2 separate regions of the Neogale vison genome follow, and region 2 is linked to region 1. A link is a contact called in public Hi-C data. All regions are on one chromosome and are shown on one strand. Each heading gives the region's core, a stretch centred on a gene start, on an enhancer-like site or on the middle of the called end of the contact. The rest is flanking DNA. Distances are from core to core; before and after follow the strand shown. Region 1 holds the start of PPP3CA (serine/threonine-protein phosphatase 2B catalytic subunit alpha isoform). Region 2 overlaps PPP3CA (serine/threonine-protein phosphatase 2B catalytic subunit alpha isoform).

The links. A called contact is a pair of places that touch in the nucleus more often than the background predicts.
Region 2: a Hi-C map of fibroblasts shows a contact between it and region 1, with 3 times the contacts expected there. The contact joins the enhancer-like site here to the promoter of PPP3CA in region 1. A contact is called at or near these places in 2 of 3 Hi-C or Micro-C datasets (fibroblasts and muscle).

The regions. Positions count from the first base shown.
Region 1 is chr11:106,937,010-106,939,622 of ASM_NN_V1, reverse strand. It overlaps PPP3CA (serine/threonine-protein phosphatase 2B catalytic subunit alpha isoform), which reads right to left and starts at 1,310. Exons shown (of 13, transcript XM_044224402.1): 1 at 1,106-1,310. The coding sequence starts at 1,163. It overlaps LOC122889341 (a long non-coding RNA gene), which reads left to right and starts at 2,191. Exons shown (of 2, transcript XR_006380888.1): 1 at 2,191-2,397.
Region 2 is chr11:107,098,406-107,101,018 of ASM_NN_V1, reverse strand. The region is part of intron 2 of PPP3CA (serine/threonine-protein phosphatase 2B catalytic subunit alpha isoform); the gene reads right to left. Among named protein-coding and RNA genes, the nearest start is that of PPP3CA, 160 kb to the right of the region's middle. Within about 2 kb of position 1,323, the one cell type or tissue checked has open chromatin away from gene starts, as enhancers often do. A contact at or near this core is called in fibroblasts, where this site is marked.

The DNA.
Region 1 (2,613 bases), core at 61-2,560:
TACTTAATCCTGGCGGATCTGCTCCGTTGCCCCATCCTTCCAGGATTCGGAGGATGGTTCCTACCCCACTCCACCACGGAACACAACGAGGACGGCGGGTTTTCCCGGGCAAGAAAGACCAGTGGCGGTCCCCTTCCTCACCCCCACGCAACCCGGCTTCTCTTCGATAGAAAACCCAGGGGCAGGAGTATACACGATCCCGGGGCTGGGAGAGGAGCCAATAATAGGAATCAAATAGCCCGTTAACAAGGGGGTGCCAGGGCATGGAAGAAGCGAGAGGGGTGAGGTTACCACGCGGGAGGTGTGCTCCAGCGGGGAACCATTCAAGAGCAATGACAGGTCGGCGGGGGAAGGCTCGGGTGGCGAGGGAGGTTGGAGAACAGCTTTTCGTGTCTTTCTCAGGGCCTGCGGGGGAATCCCGGGGCGGCGGCGGCGGGGCTCTCAGGTCGTTCCCCGCCTCCCGCGGCCCCCGCGCGTCCCCTCCGCCACCCGCTCAGCCTGCGGCCGCCCCCGCCCCGCGCGGAAGGAAGCGCCGGGCTCCCCCCACGCTCTCCCGCTCTCTCGCGAGTCCTGTGCAGGCCCTTTCAGGGGGAGGGGGAGGGGGCGCGGAGGGAATTGCTGCAATGGAGCGCCGAGAGATCCTTGCCCGAGCGAGGCAGTCGGTGGAAAGCCACGGCCACATAAAAATGCCATATTAATTTTTTAAAAGCCATAAATCACCCCTCCCTCTGCAAAAGAAAATCATAAACCCGATCCCATGCAAGCCTGCGAGCAGCCACCCACTTCCTATTTCTGTCACAGCAGCTACACCCTGCCAGCAACCACCCCCCGGGCGCCCCCTCCCGCCACCGCCACCCCCGCCGCCGCCTCCCCGCTGCTCAGCCATTTGCCAACTGACGCCCCCGTAAATAAAAATGCCCCAAGTGGGGCCGGGTGAGAGGCTTGGGGGAAGGGCGCGCAAAGGAGGGGGGTTCGAGGGTTGCACAATATCCTAGAAGGTCCGTGGCTGGAGCAAGGAGAGAACCGGAGGCGGGGGGAGGGGAGGCAAGCCGTGAGGGTTCCTGCGGCACACGGTGCACCCGGGCGACCGCGGCGCGCCGCTTACCTTTCACCACCCTGTCGGTCGTCGACAACTTGGGATCAATTGCCTTGGGCTCGGACATCTCCAGCCGCCGGGGGACAGCGACGCGCTGCTCGTCCGTCCTACTGCACACCCCGACCGGACCGGCGGGCCAGACACTCAACGCCGCCGCCGCCGCCGCGCTGCAAACCGCTCGGCTGGAGGTCTGGGCTCTGAGCTGGCTTTAAAGTTACTGCCTTCTCGCGCGTCCCTCCTCCTCCACCTCCTCCACCACCTCCTCCTCCTCCTCCTTCGCCGCCGCCGCCGCCTTCACTCCTCCTCCGCCGCCGCCAGCCCCGCCGACTCCGCTCCGGGCTGCGCGTGTGTGGTGGTTATTTATTTATTTTCTAAGCACGCCTCTTGGTTCTTCTTTTATTCTTGGGGGAAGGGGGATGGGGAGGAGAAGCGCACACAGGAGCACCCACCCTGGCAAGGAGACCGGGCACCGCGGAATGGAGCCCCACGCGCGCACTCTGCCGGGATTAAGACCGATCACATGGGAGGGCCGGGGGCGAGAGAGAAGAGGCAGGGCCGCCGATGTCAGTGCCACCAGCCGTGCCTCGGCGTCCCCGGCGGCGGAAAGGCGGCCGCCGCTGCTGCTGCTGCTGCCGCTGTTGCCGCCTCTGCTTCCCCACACCAAGCGCCACCGCTCGTCCGCGGCCGCCGGAGACGTCCCGCCGCTGCGCTCGCCCGCGCTCCTTTCTGCCTCCCCGCGCCGCTCCTTCACTCACACAGGCACAGCCGTGGAGCTCGGCAGACACAGTCCCGGGCGCAACCTACCCTCCTCCTCCTCCGCCGCCGCCGCCGCCGCCGCCTCCGCCACCGCGCCCGCCTCCGCCTCCTCCCCTTCCTCCTCCCGGCCCCCGCCTCCAGCGCCCCGGCAGCCTCCACCTCCCTGCGGAGCCGGCCCCCCCCACTCCCCGCCCCGGCGTCGAAGCTCGTGGCACGCATTGGCTGAGATGCGCGTCATTCACTGCTAGGTAGCGGCCTCCCCGCTCGCCCCGCCTCCCGCTCCTCCTCGCCGTCCCCGCCTCCCGCTGTTTTCTCCCAGCTGCCAGGCCAGTGGGCCTGCTGCCTCTGCCGCCCAGTCCCCGCTCAGGTGTCGCTGTTGCTGGCAGGCCCGGATTAGGGAAAGAGAATGGGGAGGGGGTCGCGGCTGGGAGGAGAGGGGCTGTACTCTGCCCCCCGCAAGCCCATTTGGCATCGGCCCCTGGACCCCGCACACTCCCCCGCGCGGCTTTGGCAGCTGTGCGTTGTCGGCTGGGTTAAGCCGCAGTGTGAGTAGCCAAGCGCGGAGGGTGTCTCCGGGTGTGTGCGTGGCCCTCAAGAGGGCAAGAAGGAGGGAGGCAGGGAGAGGAGGGAAGGGGGTGGCGGTCAGAAGCACCGAGAGAGGGCGGAGGAAGGAAGAGCTCGGGGAGCTCCGGGGCCCGCGGCACAGCTGCTGTCGCTGTCGCTGTCGCTGTCGCTGCCGCAGCTGTCCAGGGAGGATCGCC
Region 2 (2,613 bases), core at 74-2,573, 160 kb before region 1:
GTGTAATGACTGTCAAATGTTTCCTTTGGATGGTGTTACATGTTTACTGAGGTTAACAGATTATTACTGACTCGTTCGTTACACAGGAGTGCTGGAGGACTATGGCTCAGCTATTCTTAATATAATACTCCATTCATTACCAAACAATTCACGTAAAGATGCTTTTGATCTCAGTCTTCCCTTTTTCTCCCCCTTTATTAACTGTCCCAGCCATAGTTTTCTATACAGTCCACTCTCAAAGAACTTGTGAGAGCTCTTTTCACTGAGAAAAACTGTACGATAAACTCTGTACGCCACATACGCTAAGCACTATTGTTTTGTCTCCCCCCCTTTGCATTACAGCAACACGTTTTTATTTAAAATAAAACCAATAATGATCAACAACCAAAATAATTTATTTATTTCTATTTCTTGAGAACCTTTAATAGCACTCTTAGCTTTTTTTTTTTTTCAGTAATAAGGAAGAACAAATTTTGTGAAAGAAACTGAAAATGCCTGATTTTTAAAAATCTTACACAGAGGCAGAAAACTGCATGTCATACGGTGTGATAAGGAAGCAGGAGGTACCTGAATGGTGCCTGCTCAAAACAAGGTTTTCGGCTTACTAGCCAGGAGACCTCAGACCAGTCACTTAAACCAATGGTTCCCACAGTGAGGACCCAGATCAAGGGTACCATCTGCACCTGGGAAGCTCTTAGAAATTCAAATTCTCAGGCCCACCCCCAGACCTACTAAATCAGAAACTCTGGAGGTGCAGCTCAGCAACCTGTGTTTTAATAAAGTCCTTCAGGTGATTCTGATCCGTGCTCAATTTTGAGAAACATGGACTCAGACTGCTGAAACTCCCTTCTCTCCTGCTTAAGATGGTTTTCCTAAAACCAGCCTTGCCAAACCAGAGAGGTAACCGCGTCATGGGAAAGGACTCTGGCTCATATGCTGTGACCTTTTATCAACATTATCTTTTTTCTTTTTTCTTTTTTTTTTTTAATCAAGGGTCAAAACTAAGGAGAATAAGGACCTCAAAATGATGCGCTCCGGCCACAGGCCCGGGCTGAAATGTGCTGACTGCCAGCAGTGGGCCGGGTACCAAAACAGGCCTCTGGCTGAAGGGAAGGCCCTCGAGATTTGGCCACTGAAATCTAAATGGGCAAAACGCCCCAGAAGTAATATTTTATCCCCATATAAACTAAGGCCGCGTTAGGCTTTGATAGTGACAAATGACAGTAGGAGGAGAGTAAACACTGATCTTTTAGGTCTCAAAAGACACTGGATTCTTATCCCCACTTAACTCTCCCCAGAGTAAAGGCATGGGGAATTCTCCTAATTGACGTCAGCTGCTGTAAGGGAAGGAATGCCATGACCTTAAACTTGGCCACTGGTCCACTCTCACATCCAGGAACAAAGCCAGAGGGCTCTCCTGGCAACTGCCTGACATGCTAAATGGCAGACACAGCCACTAAGGGAATCCTTTTGCTGCCCCAGGGACAAATCCCCCCCTGCAGGAAACAGACGAACTGGAGAGATTAGCAGTTTGCCCGGCTGACGCAGGCCTTTCCCCTCCGCCCAAAGAGCAGCAAATGAGTTCTAAATCACTGGATTCAAAACCTAAGCTTCTGGTCTGCTTTGCTTTACAAATGAGGGCAATGTTCTCTGCTTCGTCGAAGGGAAAACAGGAAAGTGCGAAAACTTCAAGGAGAAATGTAGGAAATTGGATCCTTGCATAAACCACCTAACCTATTCAAGTAGTAGTCCTTGTGGACACTGACTTTCAAGTACAAACTATCAGATGTTTTAAGATTAGTATTAATTATCATTTTTTGAAAGACCTGTAATCAAAATCATATCCAAATCCCCTACCCTGCCAAAGGCATCGTCTTGGCTTCTCTGGGAGAATATGATAAGTTCCTAACCAAGGCCTCTCCCCAGAGTTCCTTCCCACTCCATTCTACTCACCTCCTCCAGGATGTGATTCTAGTCACACACATGATTATGTAAGTCCCTACTCAAAGACCCCTAGACTCTCCAGTGCCTACAGAACAGTATCGGAACGTCTCAGCGCTGCCCACTCGGGGCTCATTCCCAACCCGGACCTTCCAACCTCAGTCTCCCCCAACCCTCACCCCTTCTGAGACCGTGGCTTCCCACAGCAAACCTCCAAAACCAAGTCTTACCACTTCACCAAAAACAAACAAACAAACAAACAAAAAAACACAAAACGCCGTTACCTTTGATATGCCGTTGACTCTGCTCAAAATATCCTTCACAGAGTAAAATTTTACTTCTCAGATGTGATCCAGTTCAAATACCATGAAATCTGTGGAAACTTTGACCTCCCTGCATTCCTTTTTCTGAGTTCCCACATTAAGTTCGTGGCATCTTCATTACAGTTCTTAACAAATTATATAATAATTATCTGCTTTTGTGTCTGACTCCCTGACCAGACCTTGAGTATTTTGGTCAAGGATGAGACCTCCTGTACTTATCCTCCACAGTTCCTGACCTTCTAAAGGAGTTCTCAATCCCTAATCAAGATAGTTAGGATCCTGGCTATTTAACGGTTTCTTTTATGTAAAGACAGAACATAACAATCAGTGGGCAGTGTCAGGCAGGGAA